2 separate regions of the Sus scrofa genome follow, and region 1 is linked to region 2. A link is a contact called in public Hi-C data. All regions are on one chromosome and are shown on one strand. Each heading gives the region's core, a stretch centred on a gene start, on an enhancer-like site or on the middle of the called end of the contact. The rest is flanking DNA. Distances are from core to core; before and after follow the strand shown.

What was found. Hi-C and Micro-C count contacts between places; a contact is called where the count stands out from the background.
Region 1: a Hi-C map of omental adipose tissue shows a contact between it and region 2, with 1.6 times the contacts expected there. The contact joins two enhancer-like sites. A contact is called at or near these places in 4 of 47 Hi-C or Micro-C datasets (fetal heart ventricle, mesenteric adipose tissue, omental adipose tissue and 1 more) and 2 of 2 datasets of contacts at active chromatin or transcription factors (alveolar macrophages and skeletal muscle).

The regions. Positions count from the first base shown.
Region 1 is chr6:78,062,355-78,067,737 of Sscrofa11.1, forward strand. All of the region lies in intron 1 of NBL1 (neuroblastoma suppressor of tumorigenicity 1), which reads left to right. Among named protein-coding and RNA genes, the nearest start is that of HTR6, 12 kb to the right of the region's middle. Within about 2 kb of position 1,352, at least 10 of the 83 cell types and tissues checked have an H3K27ac peak or open chromatin away from gene starts, as enhancers often do. A contact at or near this core is called in mesenteric adipose tissue, omental adipose tissue and retroperitoneal adipose tissue, where this site is marked.
Region 2 is chr6:77,859,949-77,865,015 of Sscrofa11.1, forward strand. The region is part of intron 1 of CAPZB (capping actin protein of muscle Z-line beta subunit); the gene reads right to left. Among named protein-coding and RNA genes, the nearest start is that of CAPZB, 50 kb to the right of the region's middle. Within about 2 kb of position 2,048, at least 22 of the 83 cell types and tissues checked have an H3K27ac peak or open chromatin away from gene starts, as enhancers often do. A contact at or near this core is called in mesenteric adipose tissue, omental adipose tissue and retroperitoneal adipose tissue, where this site is marked.

The DNA of each region.
Region 1 (5,383 bases), core at 102-2,601, 200 kb after region 2:
TGCCACAGTCGGTTGTGGAGAATGGCCGAGACTCAGACCCTTTGTGTGTGTGGAGTTGGGGGGTGCGGTGAGGGGGGAGAAGGGGGGAGGAGCACACGGGGAGGTGGGGGCTGGGAGCATCTGGTCGGATCGGTTTGAAAAACAACGCGCCACAAATCCCACGTTTGCTGTGGGAATCCAGATGTCACCCAAGCCTCCAGGTAGAAACTTCCATCCTAGTCAGTTGGGCCCCTAAGTGGGAAAGGTTTCCAGAGGAGGTGACGGAAGACAGAAGCTGGAGCTGGGGAGAGGCCTGCCTTCTCCCAAAGGCTTGCCAGCCCTGCCCTCCGCCTCCTCCCACCCCAGGCTGGTTATTGGGAACCGTGGCACCGAAGGCCTGTGTCTGTTTGGGGGGTGGGGAGGGCTCTGGGGGGAGTGGACCAGTGAACCGAGAAAATCCCGGTGTACTTTAGCCTTAAGGACCCCAAATATTCAGATTTACCTCGGGGTTCCCATCGTGGCTCAGCGGTTAATGAACCCGACTAGGATCCATGAGGCTGTGGGTTCGATCCCTGGCCTTGCTCAGTGGGTTAAGGATCTGGTGTTGCTGTGAGCTGTGGTATAGGTCACAGACATGCCTTGGATCCTGAGTTGCTGTGGCTGTGGTGTAGGCCGGCAGCTATAGCTCTGATTCGACCCCTAGCCTGGGAACCTCCCTCCATATGCTGCGGGTATGGCCCTAAAAAGCAAAAAAAAAAAAAAAAAAAAAAATTCAGATTTACCCAAAAGAGGAAATGGGGCGGTGTGGTTTTATGGCTTGATTCCAGGTACTAGGCCCAGCCAGTGACCCCTGTCAGCAGTGCTGTTATGGGGGGACCCTTCCCTGGGAAGTCGGGTGGCCATACCATATCTCTGGCCTAGCTGGGCCTCAGAATCATGTGGGAGGGGGTACAGATCCCTGGGTCACACCCCAGACCCTGGCAGAGTATCCAGGCCTGGGGCCCAGACATCTGAGTTGTTGGGAAGCATCTCAGGGGAGATGCTAGGGAGGTTCTGGTGGGTGTGAAACCTGGAGAGGACCCCACAAACCCAACCCAGAGGCCTGCATTCTCTCAGCCCCAGTCCGTCCTTCCCCAGCAACCTGCCAAGGGAATAAACCCGAGTTAGTCACTACCTCTTCCCTGTGCAGGAGACACAGCTGTCACTTCAGTTTCCGCCGTGCTGGAAGGAGTCAGCCTGTGTCCTCTCCCCTCCCCCAGGGGACTTCTTTCCATGTTGTCAGCAGCCCCACGATGGGTCCGGTGTAGGCACGAGGCCTCTGAGGATCCGGAGGCCTTGGATTTGGGAGTGAAGGAGTGGGGGCAGAGGTGTAAGAAGGCACCCGCCCTTGGCTGAGGACGCCCTCATGGTGGCCTCCTCACAGCCCTGAGGAAGGATCTTGTCATCCTTTTCCTGAGGCTCCAAGGAGCCAGGGGTCCGCCACCGCCACATGCTCATCTGCAGGTGAGTCCCGGGTAGGATTTGAACTCTGCCCCTTGGGGCGGCCCAAGCTGCTGACCGTGGCAGTGGCTGAACCTGGACTGTTGATGGGGCAGGGGTGGGGAGCCCGGGCCTCTTGCCCACTCCAGAAGTTTCTGGGCCGGGCGTGGAATCCCAGCCACAGCAGCGACCAGAGCAGCTGCAGTGACAATGCAGGGTCCTTAACCCGATGAGCCACAAGCGAACTCCAGATCTTGGCTTTGGTAAACACTGATCGTATAAGCCTGAGCAAACCTCTTAACCTTCCTGTGCCTAGGTGTCTTCCTCAATGAAAGGGGGAAACACGGTAAGTGTCTCCTGGGATCGCTGTAAGCTGCACAGATGAATATATAAAAGAGTGCTAGAATAGGCCTCGGCCACAGTTAGAAGCAGCTCTGACTACTGGAAGGCAGGGAGCAGTGTGCTGGGCTGAGACCCACAAGCCTGAGAACCTCCTGGCCTTGCCCTTGGAGTTCCCGCAAATCGGAGCTCTCTCCTCTCCCCTAACCGCATGCCCGAGTTTAACTGGAACTGAGCACCCCCCCTCCCCCACCCCCTCCAGCTGTCTGACTGCATCCGTCTGCCCCAAACAACTGGTTCCTCTTAACCCACCTCCCTCAACCTCCCTCCAGGCTCTGAAGTCCTGCGTGAGCCCCAGGTCCCCCTGCCCTCTCCTTCACTACCCTCTCCACCCTCCTAGAAGGTGCTTGATCACAAGTGTCCAACTGCAGGGAACTGCATGGTCCCGGGGAAGGGCACTGTGTGGCCTGACTTGCTGGGGGCCTGGGGACAGCCCCTCTGCAAAGCAAGGGGATTGGCTTGGGGAATGTCCTTCCTACTCTGGCATTCTGGGAGTCCCATGACTTGCTGTGTGACCTTTGGGGAGGAAGGGGTGAGAACCTTAGTGAGACTCTCAAGTCTCAGGAAGGAAGATCCGACTCTTGTATCAAAAAAAAAAAAAAAAAAAGAAAAAAACAAAAACAAAAAAAACAGGGATCAGGGGAGTTGCCGTTGTGGCGCAGCGGAAACGATTCTGATTAGGAACCATGAGGTTGTGGGTTCCATCCCTGGCCTTGCTCAGTGGGTTAAGGATCCGGCGTTGCCATGAGCTGTAGGTCACAGACGTGACTTGGATCTGGCATTGCTGTGGCTGAGGTGTAGGCTGGCAATGTAGCTCCAATTAGACCCCTAGCCTGGGAACCTCCACATGCCCCAGGGGTGCAGCCCTGAAAAGACAAAAGATAAAAAAAAAAAAAAAAAAAAAAAAAGATCAACTGAGCTGCTGCTTGAAAAAACAAAAGCCAAGCCAACAAAAAATAAAACGTGCTAGCAAAGAGCCAACCCCAGTTTGAAGTGGGGGCAGGGGATGTTCTTGGGGGCTGGGCCGGAGGGTGGGAAGCAGAGACCAGCCTGGCGTCCTCTCTGCGTCCTTGCTCCCGCACCTGACTTTGGTTCTGATGCCTGCCCACCCTTCCCAAGATCCCCCGGGGGGAAGAGAACTGGCCTGAGTTCAGGGTGCCTGCTGGGTGCTCGCGCTGCATCCTCCTGGTCGTTCTCAAGGGAAAGGCTCTGCTCCCCATTTTAGGGCTGAGGGAGGCGGGTACTTACTTCCAGAGGTCACACAGCTCCTGGGTGGGAGGCTGGAATTTGAACTTTGGAGGCTCCAGGGGCCACGCTTCTGCTGGAGCTCAGGGCTACTGGCCTGGGGAAGCTGGGTGTGACCCATCCCCTCCTCTGGAGTCCTGGCCAGGAGTGGGGGAGAAGCTGGGCCTGGTGCGTTGAGTTATAGCACCGCCTCTGCAGGCCCAGCTGACCTTCAGCCGTACCCTGTCGAGGGGGGTAGATAGGCGGGTGGCCTTCTGCCTCCGTTGATGACATTTCTCTTCAAGCTCTGCTATAATCCGACCCATAATAACCAGCCCTCACCCTTCAGGCCAGTGATGCCCCTGAAACACCATGATCGCATCTTCCACTAAACCGTCTTATTAACCGCAGCCCCCATCTCAGCTCTGCCCCCCTTTAGCCTGGTCCAGGCTCACAGCCTCAGTCCTAACCTCTCCTAATCCCAATCCCAGGACAGCCCCATGATCCCCTGTGCTTTCATTACAACCCCGGGCTCGACACCGAGTCCTAAGGAAACCTAACCTCACTCCGTGCTCCAGTCACCTTTCTGGGGAATCCTGGTGGGCTCAGGTCTAGGACAAAAGTCCCCGGACCTCTCTGAGGCCTGTAGGGAAGGCCCAGGGAGCTCTGGCCTTAGATGGGCCTCTGCCAGTGTGCTCTGGTCCAACCCTGACACCCAGGCTGATCCCCTCGGGACGGAAGAGGACCCAGGAGGTGAGGAGGCCTGCCGGATGCGAAGCGTGTTGAAAAATTAGGTTGCTGGTTAGGAACAAGTCCGTTCTATTTTCTTAGGATGTGGTTGAACTGAAAACATGGGCTTTGCTGTCGATCTTGTGAGTGAGACCGGAAACGTGTGGGTGAGAGCCTGGGTCAGGACACAGACTCCCTGGGGACGGGCTGACTGTCTGGACTCACCTCCCACTGCTCTCCCCGCCTCACCCCTCCCCGTTGGGCTGGGAGCAGGTCACCCAGGCATTGGGATCCAGTGGGATGAGACTTGTCTCTGCTTCTGGAGACGTCCCGCAGGGAGAAGGGGCAGGACCTGGGCAGAACTTGCCCGGTGGAGAGAGGGGAGCGCTATGGGGGTGGTCGCAGGTAGCCTACAGGGTTGAGCAAGATGCCCCCAACTCCTCCCCCTTCCCAATGCTGCCAAGCACCTGCTGCCTGCTGGGCTGAGGGTGGGATTGTTCTGAATGGCATGTCCGCCCCCAAGCCAGCCTGACTAGCACTGGCCTCAGTGGGGCCAGAGGGGCCATCCTTGGCCCTTGCTCCCAATTCGGCCCCACCTGGTCCTTCTGGGGGCTGTTCCCAGACACAGAATCCCAGGCTGACCAAGCTGGACCAGATTTCAAGCCTGGCCTGCATATCAGAACCACAGTGGAAGCTTGTCGAAAACAAACAACCCCCCCCAAAGGCAGAATCCCACCCCCACACTAGAAAGTTCACTCCACAAATCCCCAGGGAATTCCCAGGCTCTAACAAGTTTGGGAACCACTGTCCAGAGCACCTCACTCATTTTACAGGTCAGGGGACACGGAGGCCAGAGCATCCAGGGTCCCACAGCATGTGTGGATTCCTGACTCCTGGTCCAGTGCGTTTTCCCCGAAGTCCCCCAGAGGACCACCTTGTGAGCATTGCCCTCCTTTCAGAATCTCTTTGAAGCCTCCCTCCTCCACACTTTCTGCAGTGGCCGAGTGAGTCCTACAGAAGATGAGGCTGGGGGGCATTGGGAAGAGCCCCTCGGAGCCAATCCTTGACACACACTCTGCCCTGCAGCGCCATCTCCTGGCAGATTTTGGTATTGCCTCAGTGCCTTGCTCTATTCGATTCACAGAGGCTCAAGCCCTTGGCTTGGCTTGCCTCCTCTTTGACTCGGGTTAGGACAGAGCTGGAGACAATGATGTGTGTGGCGTCTCAGGGCCTGGGGCTCTGTTGGGGCATCCAAAAGAAACATACAGTCTATTTCAGGGTTAATTGTTTTCACCTGAGCTTCAGCCAGCCAAGGGGGCACAAGAATTCACAGTGACACGGGGATGGAAGTGAGCTTTCCTGGCGCTAGAATACTGACAGCTATGACAGCACGTCCGGGAGACATCCTGGCTGCCCAGCCCCGCGAGGACCCGCGCTGCCCAGAGTATCCACAGCATCCCAGTGAGGAGGGAGCTCATGATTGTTCACTTCTGGACGGGTCTGGAAACCCTGTCTGGTTCTGGACTTGCGGCACTCCATGACCACACTCAGCAGCACCATCCCCCTTTATAAT
Region 2 (5,067 bases), core at 798-3,297:
CAAGACTTGAAGAAACAGAAACTGATTAAAATCACCTTACAACAAGTCAAACAACTGTTAATACAGACCAGAACAATTTTTCAGAGTAAGAAGTTCAGTGAAACACTTCAGCTGAAAAATATCTACTAAGGACTTTTTAGACACCAGGCAGTGCTGTCAATCGTTTGCAGAAAGTAAAACATGGCCCACGGAATGAACTAAAAGGGCAAAGACTGACTGGAAATCAGCAGCAAACAGCAGCTATTCCCTGGGTGGGGATGCGAACAGGACATGTCCCAACATGTGAGAGACTCAAAAGTTTAATACAATAAACACACCTATCCCCCAAACAAAAACGTTAGAGTAAAGGTACATGAATGATGGTGCAGGAAACGGCAAAAGCCTTCTCAGAAGAGGGTTGAGGAGTTCCCGTCATGGCGCAGCAGAAACGAATCTGATTAGGAACCATGAGGTTACAGGTTGGATCCCTGGCCTTACTCAGTGGGTTAAGGATCTGGCGTTGCCATGAGCTGTGGTGTAGGTCACAGACACGGTTTGGATCTGGTGTTGCTATGGCTCTGGTGTAGGCCGGCGGCTACAGCTCCGATTAGACTCCTAGCCTGGGAACCTCCATATGCCGTGGGTGCAGCCCTAAAAGAAAAGACAAAAAAAAAAAAAAAGAAGAGGGTTAAGAGCCGGTCATCACTGGCCCACACGTCGGCAGCAGGTGCAGTGAGCCGGTGGAGAGGCGGGGAAGAGGTGTGCTGAGGACAAAGGGCAACTGCGGGTGTGGCTCTGGCCGAGAGGGGGACCCCCAGCAAGGCCGGGTTACACCCGAACTGCTCAGAGGGCCACGGTTTTCCCTGCAGGCCCCAGGGCTCCACAGAGCTCAGGCCCCGGGGGCTGGACCTCGCTGCTCCCAGCAGTTCTGCTCTTGTCTACTGTACAGGTAGAGCTTCTGTGTCATGTTGTCTGGCCTTTGAAATGTTTAAATCCACTTCTCCGGAGGGGATCAGGAGCCCCCAAAGCTTTCTCCACAGAGGACTTAGAGGAATACTGTTGTGTCTCAGAGAGTGAGCCGACTGTAACAGTTTCCCAAACCGGCTTTTACAAGCTCTCCCACCCCTCTTACTTGCCCCTCTTACAATGTGACCCTGTCACTCTTTCTGCTGAGAGGTGGAGGCCATGTCCCCCTCCGATTGGGATGGGGAGAGTGTTGTGACTGCTTTTGGCAACAGAAAACAGCAGAAATGACCAGTCACTTCTGAGGCCAGGCCACAGAAGATCACTCATCTTCTACTCTGCTTGGTGGACACTGCCAGCAGCCCCCAGCGGCTACAAAACAGCGCACCTGTCCTAAGGCGGCCACGCTGTGAGGGAGAACCTCCAAGCCCACTCGGAAAGCGCGTGCAGAGGCCCCGAGACTCTGGAGTGAGATACCCAGCCACCCCAAGGTGCCCCAGGCCCTCCCCGCTGCAGCCTCAGCTCTATCACTGCCATGGCCCAAGATCCCAGGCCAGAGCACCCAGCCAAGGCTCTCCTGGATATCCAGCCCAAAACGCTGCAGCTAACGGCATGATTACTGTCATTTTAAGTCACTAGGTTTTGCAGTGACTTTGTTAGACGGCAACAGCAACTGACAGAGCGGAGGCCTCAGATGCCCGTGGGGAGACAGTCTGACCAGAGACGGGACTGGGGGCAGGAGTGTCAGCAGAGGGACTCTGGCTTCCGGATGGAGAGGATGGGAGGGCCAGACTTTAACTGTCAGGACAGACAGGAGGGCACCTACGAGGAAGGAGAAGTTGGAGTGGACTAAGTGCTTCAGCTGGGACCACCTTCTAGAAGATGCTGCCATACATGGCCTCACTGATGTGTGCATGGTTGTGTGTGCCCTTTGAAAACAGTGTTTGTCATTTCAAGGACAAGCAGGAACACAAACTGCTCGACTTTCTGAGCAGAAGGCCCGCCTGGCCTGCTCTAGCGACTGGTTGAGACAGGTCTGTACTTAATAGCATCTGTCTATATATAAACAACCAACCAAAGCTTCAAGGCCGTCACAGTTTGTTCTCAAAATTCATCAAGACCTTCGGTCGTTTACATTTCCAAGAGGCAGAGCAAATATTTCACAGACAACACAAAGGTAAACTTGACTGGGGCCCAGGCAGATTTATCACAAATTTTTGGAGTCTAACTTAACCATGGTTTGTCTCTTATAATCTGTGACCCAGAAAGCAACGTTGTTTAAAAGTTGAATCTGTTTTCTGCCATGTGGCTCAGGAACAATTTGTGCCCAGGGCTATTTGGGAAAGATTCACAGGCCCATCCAGGCAACCACTCAGCTGCAGGTCGCTCTGGAAAACTGCAGAGTTTGGATTAATAAAAAGAAAAGCGTTTCTTCCACGGACTGCCCTCTGGTTGAATCTTCTGGGAGGGACACAGTGCTGACAGCAGGGGATGGTGAGTGCTGGCTCACCAAACAAACACAAGCATTCCCTCTGGATGACTTTCCTTCCCATGGGAAAAATCCCAAACCCTGGACCATGTTAACTAAAGCCTAGTGAAAGCCCCTATTTGGCAGAACAAGCCACCTTCAACTTTCAGGGTCCACTGTATATCAGCATAGCTGGGTCAAGGTCATCTTTAACATAAAATTAACCATTTCAAGGTGAATAGGTCAGTGCCTGGGGTCAATGTCATTTTGATCACCATGAAAACATTAATCACTTTATAAGTGTCTACTTAAAAAAAAAAAAAAAAAAAATTCTGCCAGGATCACAGAAATGTAGATCTGGATGGACTTTTTAAGCTCATCTAAGTCCTGCCCCCTCATTTTACAGACAGATAAGAAGGATCAGAGAGGAGTTCCCGTCGTGGCTCAGTGGTTTCTGACTAGGAACCATGAGGTTGCGGGTTCAATCCCTGGCCTTGCTCAGTGAGCTAAGGATCCAGCATTGCCGTGAGCTGTGGTGCAGGTCGCAGATGCAGCTCAGATCCCAAGTTGCTGTAGCTGTGGTGTACCCGGCGACTACAGCTCCGATTGGACCCCTAGCCTGGGTACCTCCATATGCCGTGGGAGCGGCCCTAGAAAAGGCAAAAAGCCAAAAAGCCAAAAAAAAAAAAAAAAAAAAAAAAAAAAATGAGGTTCAGAGAAAGTTTTGCCTGGTCACACAGTCAGTGGCAGAACCAGCACTTGACCCCCCACACACTGAGGTGTCAGAGCAAGCATGTGAGTGATGGGGAGGCACTGAGCACCCCGAGCTGAGCTACTCAGATGCGGTGTCCCTGTCCTCCAGGAGCTCTTGACCTAAGGAAGAAGCCAGCCAGAAAAAGACACAGGAAAGAAGGACCACAGCCTCCTACTGCACACGGAAAACTGACCTATCACCACAGCTACGCCGGGCGCTGCTCCTGGTGGCCTTTCCACATAACCACAGCACAGATGGCCCTCTGTCCCCAGGGATACAAAACCCTTGACTATGGAAGGCCGGCTATAATCACTGCTCTACAACATTTTATATATGGGACTTGAGCATCTTCAGATTCTGGTCTCTGCAGAGGCGCCTGGAACCAGCCCCCTTTGGGTAACAAAGTATACATGTACCAACTTTCTATTAATCCTAAAAGCTATGACGTCCTCTAAAATGTTTTACGAGGTCCCTGTTTTTACACAGAGGAAAACACAGTCAAACCACTTCTCACTGGCCAAGGGACGCTGTTAGAAGTGCCCATTCCTGGAACATGGCTCCGTTGTCGCTTTTTAAATTTTTCTACCTCTTTTGTCAGGCCATCAGCTACACTTCCCCATCTAATCTGCTATGGATTAGGAAATCAGAAACCTGTCTTAAAAAAAAAAAAAACTGGGAGGAGTTCTCATTGTGGCGCAGCAGAAACAAGTCTGACTAGGAACCATGAGGTTCGATCCCTGGCCTCACTCAGTGAGTTAAGGATCCAGCATTGCCATGAGCTGTGGTGTAGGTCGCAGACCTGGCTCAGATCCTGCGTTGCTGTGCGGTGTAGGCCGGCAGCTATAGCTCTGATTCTACCCCTAGCCTGGGAGCCTCCATATGCCATGGGTGCAGTCCTAAAAAACAAAAAAAAAAGGGGGGGGGACCCCAACTTTGGGAGAAGGAATAAATTGGAGATTCACAGGTTGATAAATTGGATCCAGAGGCAGCCCCAGAGTTTGCAAGCACCTTGACAGTGAACGAAGGTAGGTATGTGCATGCGGGTGGGTGCACATGTGTTTTCAAGGTCCACAGTTTTCATCCTTTTCTCAAGGAAGTCCAAGGCTCTAAAGGCACAAGATAGTTCTAATAATAAAAATTCCTATTCTTCCACTTAACCTGCAGGGTGGAACTAATCAAGTCATCACTTAATCCCTTGGAGCTTCAGTTTTTAAAACTTTAAAATAGGGGCCCAATAGCAATCTCCACCTTGCAGGGCCACTGGAATGAGGTGCCGTGTCTGGCACAGCATCTAACCCATGAGGGCGTCCCCTCAGTCAGTCCCGTAAACATCAGCAAGTCTCCCAGAGTGCAAAGCACGGCGCTTATCTGCTAGGACTTTTACATAATAGCTTTTGGGTGCTCAAGGGCCCTTTCCTCCCTATTTTTTGCTCACTTGACGCAATTTTTCCATTTAGGCTGCCAGGAGTCTCTAGAAAGGTAGGCGGAGTGTTATTTCAGTTTCCAAGTCATTAAGCACCAACAAAAGAGGGCAGGCTTCCACAACTCTCAGCCCACACAATGCCCCCTGCCCGGGTTTACTGCAGTGCAAAACCAGAATGGGAGAAGGGAGCACACCCTCTGGGCAGAAAACACTAATAAGAGCTGACCAAAGTCCCTGAAGAGTTTCACCCCTCAAAGACCTTCCTTTTGTTTTTCTGTTCTGTACTGCTCTCTCCTTGCTCAGCTTTCTTTCCTAAGTCCTCAGACCCATTTCTCTAGGCCAGGGTGGCCCAAAGAAGCAGTTCCACTATTTCACTTTCCCCCATTTACTGGTGTCCCCAAGCCCATCGAGGCCATGAGAAGCATACAAATGGGACGGCCGTAGCAGAGACCCCCAAATTACCTCGACTCCCCATCCAGC